2 separate regions of the Mus musculus genome follow, and region 1 is linked to region 2. Evidence: chromatin contacts called from public promoter capture Hi-C data. All regions are on one chromosome and are shown on one strand. The core of a region is the stretch at or near the end of the contact, and the rest is flanking DNA. Distances in the headings are between cores, read along the strand shown. Region 1 has its middle 21 kb from the start of Gm30215. Region 2 overlaps Plekha5 (pleckstrin homology domain containing, family A member 5).

Region 1 (7,035 bases), core at 542-3,041, 110 kb before region 2:
AAGGAGATTCCTGGACTCATGACCTCATTTAGAATTCCCAGCTTAGTGCTTATCTTAATCTCCAGAGCACAAGGAAGACTTACAAACAGGGCCAGATAGTCATTTCCCTAAAAGCTGAAGGGATGGTAAGTTTATGAGTTTCCTGAGGAGGAAAAGACAAGACTCGGGGGCTGGTGAGATGGCTCAGTGAGTAAGAGCACTGACTGCTCTTCCAAAGGTCAAATCCCAGCAACCACATGGTGGCGCACAACCACCCGCAATAAGATCTGATGCCCTCTTCTGGTGTGTCTGAAGACAGCTACAGTGTACTTATATATAATAATAAATAAATCTTTGGGCTGGAGCAAGCAGGGCACTGAACAAGCAGAGTTGACTGGAGCAAGCAGAGGTCCTAAAATTCAATTCCCAACAACCACATGAAGGCTCACAATCATCTGTACATTTTATGTATATGTACTCATATACATAATAAAAATAAATAAATACACTGAGGAAAGGACATAAATGAAACATGCTGCAGAAACTGCCCAAGAACGCTGCACACAGAGACGTAGTAAACCTAAAGTGGGATGTGACATGACAGCAAGCATGGTATGTGGCTCAGGTTTGCTGGAACTGTGTCCATTGTGTGCTGGCTTCCAGACTCTCGCTGTTTCCGGTGGATACGGCTGTGTTCCTTTGCCTTGGCTGCAGTCTCCCCAGCAGTCAGGGTCAACACTAACAACACACAGGCAGCCCTGTTCCCATGCTAAGAGGACTCAAGTCAGAAATCAACAATGGGGAAGCCAAGCATTCAGGGGTGAGAGGAACATGTTGGCAACCTGAGGGAAACGAGCAGATGTATGAAGAATGGATGTCACCTGAGGCCGAAAAGTTGAAGTCTGAAAGCTTCTGAGGTGCTCTCAGCATCAGGAAATGTTAAGAGCTTACTGGCAAATAGGGCTACTGATTAAGAAACATGACCTTATAATAATGTGAGGGCGTTTCCAGAGAACGGTAAAGAGGGAAACCCCACTTTGAATATCCGTGACATCGTGCCACTGGCTGAGTGAAAAGGAGACAGCTGGGGGCTTAGCTGCCCTTGCAGAGTCCTTGGTGATTCCCAGCACCAGGTAGTGGCTCACAACCACCTGCAACTCCAGTTCCACAGGACTAACCCTTGCAGCTTCCTGCATGGAGTGTGCACCCAAGCACGCGCATACACATGTACACACACACACACACACACACACACTGCTTTTTCAATAATTTAGGTTTTTTTTGTATTTTGTTTTTCGAGACAGGGTTTCTCTGTGTAGCCCTGGCTGTCCTGGAGCTCACTTTGTAGACCAGGCTGGCCTCAGAACTCAGAAATCCACCTGCCTCTGCCTCCCGAGTGCTGGGATTATAGGCGTGCGCCACCTCGCCCGGCAATTTAGGGTTTTTTTGTTTGTTTGTTTGTTGTTTCTTATTTTTCATGTCAGGGTTTCTCTGTATAGGCATGGCTGTCTTGAAATTGTCTGCGGACCAGGTTGATCTCAGACTCAGAGACCTGTTACTTTCATGTTATATGCCGAGTATGTACCCATATTCCCTCTGAAGGCAAAATTCCCTCTCACAAGCAAGCAGCCAAGCTCCTAGAACCAACAGCGATTCTACACAGTTGTCAGGATGTCTTCGTCCATTGCTTTAGTTCTTTTACATCGGACATCTTTACTGCCTTACCTCAACTGGGCGACAGTGTGCAATGGCTTCTTTTCTGCTCGCATAAGGAAACAGCATTGGTGCTGCAATCACAAGCGTTCCTGATTGCATCACTGGAAACTGTGAGTCTGGCTGGGATAGTTACGTGTGCTGCCAGGAAGCACGCACACTCCTTATGCTCTGGAGCAGTAATCAGAAGCAACTCTTTGCAATCGGGTGCTAGCTGTAGTAAATACTCCTGAGGAGTCGTCTGGGCTGTCTGTTAGCTACAACACAGGATCAAGGGCCATGAAGCTAATACCTAAGACCTGCAGACATCTGCAACTTCCTGTATGAAGAAAATCAGACTCATTACAAACAAAGATGTAAAACATTAACATGTCAAGCCTGGCTTGGAGGAGTATGCACGCCTTTAATCCCATCGTGTGTGCAGCAAAAGCAGGCAGGTCCCTGTGAGTACTCTCAGTGGGTTCAAATACATGATTACTCATTTAAAAAAAAATTCTTTTGTTTGGGGGTAATCACTCTGCAGAAGGCTGGCTTAGAACATGGGGCAGGTCATTTGCCAAAGCCTCCCAAATGTTAGTGTTTTAGGCACAGGGCACCATGCCTGGCTAAAGGGGATTGGCATCTCTGGTTTAGATCAGGTAGACCTAGCTTTCTTGGGATTGCTGGGTAAGCATTCAAGCAGGTTATCTCAGTTCAACCCGTAACGCTTACTTACAACAAACACTAACTGAAAGGAGACTTGAAGATGGCTACCCATACATCCCGCTGTCCATCTGGCTGTAAAACGCCTGACGACCTGGGAAGACACCATGAATCTTACAGAATCACCTGCTACATCCTCACCACATCTACAGAGGCCGGGCGTGGTGCCACACGCCTTTAATCCCAGCACTTGGGAGGCAGAGGCAGGGGGATTTCTGAATTCCTGGACAGTCAGGACTACAGAGAAACCCTGTCTCAAAAAAACAAAACAACAAAACGAAACAAAACAAAAAACCCACATCTACAGACGGACTGATTAATGGGTAAACCTGAACGTGTTTTGTCCAGATCAGTCTAGCCTTTTCCCCTTTTAATTGATTTAAAAAATGCTTCCTTGTAGCCTAGTGGTGGTGGTACATAACTTTTTCCCCAGGACCTGGGAGGCAAAGGCAGGCAGATCTCTGTATGAGTTCCAGACTAGTCTGGTCTGCAAAGTTCCAGGACATCCAGGGCTACACAGAGAAATCCTGACTCAAAAAATGGAAAGAAAAGAAAAGAAAAGAAAAGGAAAGGAAAGGAAAGGAAAGGAAAGGAAAGGAAAGGAAAGGAAAGGAAAGGAAAGGAAAGGAAAGGAAAGGAAAGGAAAGGAAAAAGGAAAAAGGAAAAAGGAAAAAGGAAAAAGGAAAAAGGAAAAAGGAAAAAGGAAAAAGGAAAAAGGAAAAAGGAAAAAGGAAAAAGGAAAAAGGAAAAAGGAAAAAGGAAAAAGGAAAAAGGAAAAAGGAAAAAGGAAAAAGGAAAAAGGAAGAGAAGAGGAGGGGAGGGGGAGGGGGAGGGGGAGGGAAGGGAGAAAGAAAGAAAGAAAGAAAGAAAGAAAGAAAGAAAGAAAGAAAGAAAGAAAGAAAGAAAGAAAGAAAGAAAGAAAGAAAGAAAGAAAGAAAGAAAGAAAGAAAGAGGGAGGTGGGGAGGGAGAAAAAGGAGCCAATGCTACCTTCCTCATTTCGTGAAATCCTTATGGACTGGGTGGAGGATGAAGTGGTGCGAACAAGCAAGGACCCTCTGATCCGGGAGGTTCAGGTTTCTGTCAAGGGTTGGATGAAATGATCCTAGACATGGCGTGTGAAGTATACTAGGCTGAGCCTTCAGAGTCTACCAAACATCAGAGAAGGCCGGTTCATAACTGCAGCCACAGCAGCTACGCCTCTGTGCTTCCCTTTATCCTCATCTCATTAAAGGCTCAGTCTTCAGCTACTTAGTACTCATTAAATGTTTGAAATTTCCGTATGACCACAACCAGCCAGCCACTCTGTGCCAAAGGACATTCCCTATTTCACACAATGTTATGCTGATAAACTTTGCCCCTCAAGGAATTTGCCCAAAATTAACCATACTTACAAAGGAGGCAGAGAGTAAATTTTTGGCTTGGGCTTGTTTTAGTGAGGTTGGCTTTCTCCCACCTACACATGTATTTAGCGAGAACTTCTCTCTCTGCCAATTTTGAATATGCCACACGGGAAGGCAAGACCTATTTTAAGGAGATATATATATATATATATATATATATATATATATATATAATTTTTTGCACTAAGGTAAAAGGGACATTTTATTGTAGTTTACTTTGCCCTAAGGTTTGTTTTGTTTTAATCCAATAAAAACAAACTGAAGAGAGATGGCATTCCATGTCTATAAACCCTGGCTAGGGAGAACAGATACAGCCTCAGGACAGGTGAGCCCGGACTAACACAGGTAAGGAGGGAGAAAAGGAGAAAGGGAGAGGGGGAGGGGAGCAAAGGGAGCAGGGTCAGAATCTCTCCCTATGGGCATCGAGAGGTCCCCAACTTTTCCAAATGTGATGTAAGAAAGTATTGTGCCCTTAGAGTTTCCCCCCTACACTTGAAAAGGGAAACACAGAAACGAACTTGCCAAGCCCTAGTATCTCGGAACCGTCGGGCACTTGCTATCTGGTGTCTACTCTCCTCTCATCAATCTTACCCCGACTGTTCCACAGGGCCCAGAATGCTGACATCAACTTGGATACACAGGAGGACAAGGCAGTTTTGATCAGTGACTTGAGCCATGAATTAGTAGTTGTTCTTTTATCCTTTGGCAGCTGATAAGCACATCAATTTATTGGAGGATGGGGAAAAAGAAGTTAAGCTGGGAATGGCGACACACACTTAAATCCTAGTTCTATGGAGACAAAGGCAGGCAGATTCTGTGTATGCAAGGCTAGCCAAGACTACAGAGACCTTGCCTCAAAAGAAAAAAAAAAAAAGCAAAGCACTGGGTCCTATGCCATTTGCTCAGTGGTTCCTCAGGTCTCCTGCTCATGCCCACCCAGACTTTACAGAGGGAGGATGGTATTCCTCTTAGAGGTTAAAAAGGAGTGCTGCCTTCTATTTGAAATCTGTCACTCCTCAGCACTGAGTGCCTCTCCCTCATTGGTATAGCACTCACACTACCAAGTTGGTCATTCTTACCAGTTTAAAGCTAAGTTCCCTCGAGTCATCAGACTAACACTATATCAACTCCTAATAGTTCTATGCACTTCTAAGACATTTTTAGTGTGCTATTTTACTAGCTAGCCTCAGATTGGTTTAACACAACCATTTTCTACCTCCATTCTAATCAGGTTTTTAAAGATACTCTTCCACCTGCTCTTTGTGTTTCTCAGCAGTTATGATTGTATGCATGCACACATATGCATGCTTATGTATGTGTTCACGTGTGGGTGGGAGGCCTATGATCAACAGTGTCTTCCTCAATCCCACCTTATTTACTGGCACAGGGTCTTCTCCCTAAACTTACCAACTCGGCTAGACTGGCAGGAGAGTAGGCTCCAGCCTCAATGTAAGGACTATAAGCACACGCTGCCTTGCACTGCTTTTTTGTTTAGGTTTTGGTTTTGTTTTGTTTTTTGTAGGTAAGGAGCTGGTGATCTGAATTTAGCTAAACAGTCTTCATGGCTGCACAGCTGAGCTCTCCTGACCTGCCATGTCATTTAAAACGTGTGTGTGTGGGGTGTGTGTGTGTGTGTGTGTGAGAGAGAGAGAGAGAGATCTTAACTTTCCTTTGTTCAATACCTCATGTCCACAAAGATAACTTCCTGTCATATAAACTCATCTTCAAGCACAATAAAATGTCAGTCCAAGAAATCTGAGGGTTTTATCTGGGGGGGTGGGGGGTATGTGGTGGTGAAGAGATGGCTCAGAGGTTAACAGCACTGTTTGTTCTTCCAGAGGTTCAGTTCCCAGCAACCACATAGCGGCTCACAACCATCTGTGATGAGTTCTCCTGCCCGAAAGAGAGAGAGAGAGAGAGAGAGAGAGAGAGAGAGAGAGAGAGAGAGAGAGAGAGAGAGAGAGAGAGAGAGAGAGAAATGAAATGAAATCTGAGATAGTCCCTTTATCATTTCTATCTGGGAATAGAATGAAACTAATGCATGCCCTACCATTCTCTGGCCTCTTGGTCTTTACATTTTGCTACATGTGCCCTATGTTGGCATCCTTTCTAGTAATGCCTGCATGGCTCTAACTCCTTTGTCTCACAGGAGCTTACCACCTGTCTCAAAACCACATCTTAAGTCCACTCCCAGCCCCATTTCTTTATAGTATGTGCCTATCGACTGTCGACTCCCATCCACACACTTCTACAGATCAAAAATAGTTTAGAGACAGGCAAGGTGGCAACATACCTTTTATCCCAGCCTCAGGAGCCTAAGGCAAAAGAAGTTAAAGGCCTAGGATGCGGGAGGTGTTTTAATGAAGGAGGGGAGTCATCCTGGAAGACAACTCAGTGGGTTGCTGGCCCCAAATTCAATTCCCAACATCGGGGTAAGGAATTCAGGACTAAACTACTGAAATATTGTCCTAGTATCCCCAGTGCTAGTGTATGAAATGTATCTCAAATCAGTGTGTAAAGTCTGACAAGCCAGAGCTCTGTTACTGAGGCAGAGGATTAGACAGGACAGGGCAGTGCACACAGGTGTTCAAGGTCATCTTGAGCCACATACATAGCGTATACCTGTCACAGAAAGGCAAGAACTTTGGGGCAGAGCTATTTTACTAGCTAGCCTCAAATGCACAGGGGCCCAGCAACAGAAACTGGCCAAACAGATCATTCAATTCCCACTCAATTCACTTAATAAATCTCTAAGAGCAACCTTAAGTCAGAAGAGTTCAGCTGACTAATGTTTCCAATACTGACTTCAAATACAAACAGCTAAAAGGGAGAAGCAGAAAGTCTAGTTTTCTCTATTTATCAACCTCAGTTTGGTAACTACAACTCAACAAAACAAAAAACAGATGTTTAGAACGGTTTTTAAAGCAGCACATCTGACAAGGAAATGAGACCTATGCCATAAAAGCAGAGGGGGGTGAGGGTGGGGGCACAAGAGGAAGGCACCAAGGGAGGCAGATGGAATGTATGATGTACACAAACAAAAATGTAACAATGAGACCACTTTCTCTGTACATTGACCTTTAAAGACAAGATTCCTGATAGCATTCTCCCAGTTCTAACTGTAGCTTACACACTGGCTACAGATTAGTTCTCACGGAGATTATGTTTGTGTGGGTTAAGTACAAGGCCCCAATGGAGTACTGGATCCTGTGCTGCTGGAGTTACAGATGGTTGTGAGCA
Region 2 (6,974 bases), core at 3,664-6,163:
CAATCTGGTAATGAAAGAGGTCACCTGCAAAGCACTGGCTCAGCAAGTCATGTGATGTTCTCCAAGTTGAGATGTTTCCGTACAGAACACTGAAAGATCACGTTTGTTAATATGACATCACTCCTTCAGTCCTGAAAAGCGTCAAATCCAGTCTGCAAACGTGGTTTCCAAGATCGTTTAGCTTGAATTCAGACACCGCCAGTGGTGACAAACACTGTGAAATTTTCTCTTTGAAGTGATAGGTTCCATGTTGCTTTGGCAGAGGTCTACTAATTCATAAGTCTGAATAATGATCCTTGTCTGTAAGCCCAAAATTAACCCTTCCTTCAAAAAGCTGCCTTGGTCACTGTGTTTTGTCATAGCAATAGAAAATAGCTAAAACATGGACCAAACTTAGAATCTTAGGCTGAGAAAGGACCATTTAGAGTTTGAAGCCAGCTTGGACAACTTACAGAGATCCTGCCTCAAAAGCATGTAAGACGTACTTCACATGTAAACACTTGCCTGGATATATGAGGCTTAGGTCACAAACAAACAAACAAATGAACGAATTGCTCTCATAATCCAAAGTATTGAAAGCTTAGACTCTATTATGGGATTTTAACAGTTTTAATTTTTTTTTCAAGCCAGGGTGAGAGTTTTAATTTTTAAGATGAATTTTTAAGAGAACAGCCTTGTTCTCTTGCCTCTAACTTAATTTTACATCATCATCATCAACATCATTGAGTGATGAGTTCACACAAACAGCATTTTACCTTAGGGTGATGAGGCCTGTGCCTGCGGTCTATCGTCACATCTCCTCTCTGGATGGGCGAGGTCACTTCTGACCTGTACGTCCGCTGAGGGGAGAAGCCCTGGTAAGCAGCTGCTGACCCATGGGAAGGTGACGTGGGGATGGAGTGCATCGTCTGGTCAGACACCTGCACCATGGCTTTGGGACTGCTCAGGCAGCCGTGCCGAGGGAGGGTGCTCTGCTTGTGGTAAAACTGGCGCTGCTGCCACTCGTACAGCTGCCACATGGTGTCATCTCTCATGGATCGCCGCTTCTCTTCTGCTCCCGGCCCTGTCTTCTCATGACCAGAAGAGGTTACGCTGCAGATACTCTCAGGTCTGGTCTTGCTGTTTCTCGGGAGTGTCCGGTAACCTTCAGGGCAGCGGGCCAGGATCTGGGCTCTGTGGCTTGGCATATTTCTTGGCAATGTTTGATAAGAAATTACTCTAAGATTAAAGAGAAGTTGTAAAAAATGAAAGTTGTAGCAAAATGGAGAGAGATAGCTCTATCTTTTAAAAGGACATAGCTTTTTGGCATGTGGAGTTGCTCAGCACGTGCAAAGCCCTGGGTTTGAACCCCAATACGTAACACATCGAAAGAGGAAAAGGAAGGAAGGACTCGTCAGCCAAAATGTTATATGAAGTATAAATCATTAAAAAGCTCAAGCTTTTTAGGTGAAATTCCATCTGGGAATGCAGGCTATGAATAGAATCCACAGTAATTCTAGGAACTGTCTGGCTTACGGAAGGAGCATTTGCCCATTCCGAGTGACAGTAAGAACATTAGCTCTTAACTCCAGGGCTTCTTAAGCACAGGTAGGTGGATCTCTAAGTTTGAGGCCAGCCTGGTCTGCAGTGAGACACTCCCTGTCTTAAAAAGCAAACAAAAAACCTCCAACAACCAACCCACTCTCCCCTCCCTGAAACCAAAAACCAAAAAACCCACCTCCCAAAATATTAACAAATAAAATTTAAAAAGAAATTATTCAAGAACTAATCTTAAGCCTTCATCTTTAATTGTGCAACTAGATAGATAGTAAGGCCCTGCCTTAAAAGAACCAAACAAAAAAGGTTAAGATTAAATTTCAAGTGTTCATCATAGCCTATCATTCTGTGGTACATACATTTGTATCCTAAGACAAAGTTACTGTAACCCAAAAAACTCCCAGGGCTATGGGAAAGGTGGTATGGCTTCCACGCACGCACGCACGCACGCACGCACGCACGCACGCACGCACGCACGCACGCACGCACGCCTGCCTCCAGGGCTCTAAGGACTGAACTTTCACGACAGGCACTCTTGGCCTTTCCTGCTTCCTCTGCCTTGTACTGTGTGAGGTGTCTGCAGCTGCTAATCACTACAAGAACTGGGGGGGAACTGACCTGCAGGGGTTTACTAAACTCCTAAAGAAATTTTATGTGTTTTTATTTATTTTATGCATATCAGTGGGTTAGCCTGCATTTTTTTGTGCACCATTTTCGTGCCTGGTGCAGGTAGAGATCAGAAGAGGGCACTGGATCCTGTGGAACTAGAGTTACAGATGGCTGTGAGCCACTAAGTGGGTACTGGGAACAGAACATAGGTTCAGTGCTCTTAATTGCTGAGGCACCTACTTCTCCAGCCCTTATTTTACTATCCTTAATAATCTAATTCTTTGGCTGATAAATAAGAAGCCAAAGATGTCTTTTTATTGTATATATATATATGTGTGTGTGTTCGTCTGTGTGAGTGAATGCTATGTGTGTGCCGGAGCACATACAAGGAGGACAGAAGAGTCAAATCCACTGCCCCTGCAGTTACACGCAGTTGTGAGCCACCCAACATGGTGCTGGGAATCGAACCTGGGTCTTCTGGGAAGTAGCAAGTACTTTGAACTGCTGAGCCATCTCTGGCTCTTGCAGAGTCTCTGACACGGACTTGTGACTGGCAGCAATGCGTCAATACTGTTCCAGCAGCTGTGGTGGCACCTGTGCACTCTGGAGGCATGCGGCAGGTCTAAGGGAGCTTGGGTTGGACAGGACCTTTCAACAACAACAACAAAACCCCCAAAGTCCTTCAACAGATATGACTGGGACCACATGTAACGACTGGGTGCACACTTGGCTATGAGGCACATACACTACAGTTAGTTAGTTCTTACTGGTATGTAAAATTATATTATTGTTATTCAGTGAGAAGTTCTCTTTTGGAGGGATATACCTTCTCTTTGTGATTATGGAAAATACTGCAATGCAGAGGGAAAGGCAGAGAAGGAAGGCACGCACACCTGCAACCCCAGGACTTGGGCGGGGGGAATACAGGCAGTTGGATCTCTGTGAGTTCAAGGCCAGTGCGGTCTGCATAGCAAGCTCCAGGCTACCCAGGTTATCATATCCATATTCTTTTAATGTCTGGCATCATAATAAGAGTTTGTGAATGAAAATGCCTACTTGTAACAATTTCCAGACATTTATATATAAATGAAAAAAAAATTCCTTCTTTTAAAAAACATCTGCTAAAGACATGTGTGCTGTGCATGAAATTATTTCTCTATTATAATGAATTAATTGAAACTAAAGCCATCAGGGGCTGGAGAGATGACTCAGCAGCGGAATGCTTGCTGCTCTTCCAGTATCCACATGAGGTGACTCACATCCACCTCAGCTTTCGGCCTCTTGGGCACCCCCAACCCCAGGCCCAACACCCATGATATTCATACCCAAAATGAAAATAAAAAACAGAAGTAAGCATAAGGAAGACAGAGAGCTTAGGAAGCAGTGAGCTCAAAAGGCTGTGGGTGCCTTGTGTCCCCACTGTCTGGTAGTCACACGAGTCCTCTCTAGCCACTGTGCTTTCTAGACTACAAGAGAGCTTATTGCCAAGCTGTCTAGAGCCTAAGGTCACATTACTCATTACTATTCAAACAGTCTGATCCCTTCAGTCATCTCTCCTGAAGAGTAAACATCTCCTCCATCATTCTGGCTCCTCTTTCAGGCTCTTGCAATGCTGTCAGTGGCCCCACCCCCTAAGGCCAATCATCGAGCAACCAACTCTGGGAGTGGAGAGAGGCACAGTGTCATGTGACTAGACCAGAGTTCAATCAGTTGTGGCTTTCTCTCCTGTTGCAACCCTCGGGCCCCAATTAGACTTCCCTCCCTCCTCTCTTTGATAAGACAAAAGACAGAGATCAGGGTCACAAATGAAGAGCTGGCAGCCCCACACCCATCTCTTCAGGTATGGCAGCCGGGGGAAGTTGATTCCATCCAAGACTCCACTCTGGCACTTGAGTGTCCATCTCAACTTAACCACCATGCCTTCCTTAAGAAGGTACAGAAGTACAGAATGCCACCATGGAACTGTATCAGCATGAGAAGGCACATGAATCGCCAGACTAAAATACCCCAGACGACTAATAGTGCAAAGCACAATGTGCAGTGACAGCACTTGTCAGTCTCTGAAGCATCACTGGCATGTGAGCCGCTGTATCTGCTCCAACTGCCACGCCCTCCTGTGCTATTACCCGCAGTGTTCCCATCAGCCTGGCTATGGACACGAGTTTGAAAGGTTCCGCCCTCTTTGAAACTTTGGGGGACTTCTAATAGAAAAACGGTTATTAACAAGTAAATTCATTTTTTTTGTGGTCTCATACATGGTCTAGCTTTAGGAGACCTGCTTTTCAGAGGTATAAAATATTCCATTGATTGCTGTCCTAACGAAATGTAAATTCAGCCAAGTGTGATTTAGTGTGAAGCAGAAAGCATAAGAGGCAAGCACAGGGAGCCCACTCAGCAGCTGCTGCCTATGATCTGCCCTGGGGCCAATCAAGGCTCGGCTACTCAGACACTCTGCAGCTCTGTTCCTCTCAATACAGGGACCTACCAACGTTAACCACCCCTGCTGCCTACTAGGGTCTCAGTAATTAAAGCAAGCCTTTCATAAAGAAGAAGAAATCAGTTATTTCATGGATTACAATGCTTCTTTTTACCAGTACAAGTTTGCAAATGTTTTTTGGGAAGGTTGATTTACAACAGTACATGATACTTTTCCAAGATTCAAAGAGGCCATGAGCCATCTGCAAAGAATGTGACACTTCAAGTACCCAGGGGAACGACAACACTGTGAACCTGTGAACCTGCAGACAGAACCCTTGTCCGAGCCATCAGTCCAGCCTTCGGGAGGCTGCCCACAGAAGAAAAGGACAAAGTCCGTGCAGGGGCTGCTCAACCTCACTGACACCACACAGGAAAACGTAAGTCCCCGATGTCTGCTACCCTCTCTACACTTTTAAACTAAAGAAGAAAATGTTTTATTTGAGATTTAAATAGAGAGGAAGCAACTTGGCCACCCTCCAGTCTGAATGTGACCTTTAGTCCTCCAAACCTTTTTGCCCTCAGAGCTGCTTCCTGGTTTCTGTCTAATCAAAGGCACTGATTTGTTTCCTGCTGAGAGTATATCAGCCGGCTGTCCAAGAGTTAAACTCTATTTCTCATCCAGTCGGTACGTAATCTGCTTACCTAGGACTGTGGTCCGTGTGAAAGTCAATCAGACAGTGTATGACACGAACCAACACACACCGTGGGAATGCTACATCAAACTAGTCAGTGTGTGTGTGTGTGTGTGTGTGTGTGTGTGTGTGTATTTCTGCATGTACCTTGCAATTCTGACACCGTCTTGGAGGCCAGATACAGAGGTACAGCAATACTGAGGCAGAGACAGGGGCATCTAGGAGTTCCTGGTCAAGCCAGTCAGAACCACATGGTGAGATCCTGTTTCAAAAACGAACAGTGTTTTCCCAATTTTCAAGTACTTTACAACTCAATCACTATGTTGTACAGACGTCTCTACAATGTATCCGGTAAAGTCAGCCTTATTCACAACTCTCTCTTGTGCAAACCCTGAAAGGGAACACACAGGATGTGGGAGACAGTGAGCAGCACCTCACAGGGGGGTGCGCTTGCAGCCTCGGGAGAGCTACCAAGGCCAGCCTACCAAGGCTTTAGAGCCACCCTCCTGAAGCTTCTGATACTGCAGGCCGGCACTGTACCTGAGCAGAGCTGGAACACACCCCCATGTCTCACAAGCTTCTGCAGTGAACTGAAGAACAACGTGCTCTGGGACTTACACGTTACAGTAACAGTTCCACTACATAGAGACCTGCATGGAAATGGCTACACACTATACCATGGCGACATTATCAATATAAAGCACCTAAGGTAACTTGGAAAGTCCATTTAAATTAAAACATACTTTCTCAAAGAACTCTTGCTTTAAGAAAAATTTGGAGCCAGACAGTGGTGGTGCATGCCTTTAATCCCAGCACTCAGGACAGAAGCAGACAGATCTCTGAGTTTGAATCTAGCCTCATCTACAGAAAGTTCCAGGACAGCCAGGGCTACACAGAGAAACCCTGTCTCAAGCTAACCACCACCTCCCATCCCCCACCAAAAAAAAAATTACAACGAATTTTATGAATTTGAACAAAAAAAAACTTATAGAAATGTAAAATCTGTTGACTCGGGAGGGTTAGGATCAACTCCATGCCTTGTGCACACCAGGCAAGTGCTCTACCACTGCATTCTGTCCCTAGCTGTAAAATTTACTTTAAAATTTTAATTTACTGTTTGAGTGTTTTCAAATGGGTCTCACTATGTAGTACTGGCTGGCCTACTACTAACTATGAAATAACCTAGGCTGGCATTGGTCTCAGCCTCCAGAGTGCTGAGATTTCAAGGGTGCAGCACCACGCCTGGCTTATGCTTTGCGTTTTGAGGGGCTGTAGAGACAGCTCTGTGCTTAAGAGCATTGGTTGTTCATGACCACAGAGGGAACACAGATATCTTCTGGCCTCTGCAGGCATCAGGATGTTCACAATGTACAAATATACATACTAGTAAAACATTCACACACATAAAATAAACATCTGTCTGTGTGTGTGTGTGTGCACACACGCACGCACTCACTCGCGTGTGCCGGATGCGGTGGGGTACAACTCTACTCCAGCACTTATAAGGCAGAGTGAGTTTGAGGCTAACCTGGTCTACATATCATATTCTAGGCCAGCCAACCTCTCCCAAAACAAAACAAAACAAGTTTTCTGAAATGTATCTACTTCTCAGCATATATTCCTTATAATCTTTGCAAATTCTGCCATTTCTTATTTCTCAAATGTCTGTTCTCTTAGGTCCCCTCTCCTTTTATTAAAATGAGGACAGGGTCTTACTCT

The links. Capture Hi-C pulls out chosen DNA fragments and counts their contacts.
Region 1: a promoter capture Hi-C map of liver shows a contact between it and region 2. The contact joins two enhancer-like sites. A contact is called at or near these places in 1 of 484 Hi-C or Micro-C datasets (liver), 1 of 115 datasets of contacts at active chromatin or transcription factors (embryonic stem cells) and 3 of 9 other capture datasets (adipose tissue, liver and pancreatic islet).

What each region holds. Positions count from the first base shown.
Region 1 is chr6:140,656,102-140,663,136 of GRCm38.p6, reverse strand. It overlaps a transcript of Aebp2 not described here. Among named protein-coding and RNA genes, the nearest start is that of Gm30215, 21 kb to the left of the region's middle. Within about 2 kb of position 1,791, at least 17 of the 459 cell types and tissues checked have an H3K27ac peak or open chromatin away from gene starts, as enhancers often do. A contact at or near this core is called in liver, where this site is marked.
Region 2 is chr6:140,545,005-140,551,978 of GRCm38.p6, reverse strand. Plekha5 (pleckstrin homology domain containing, family A member 5) reads right to left here. Exons shown (of 31, transcript NM_144920.3): 12 at 756-1,218. Among named protein-coding and RNA genes, the nearest start is that of Aebp2, 75 kb to the left of the region's middle. Within about 2 kb of position 4,913, at least 145 of the 459 cell types and tissues checked have an H3K27ac peak or open chromatin away from gene starts, as enhancers often do. A contact at or near this core is called in liver, where this site is marked.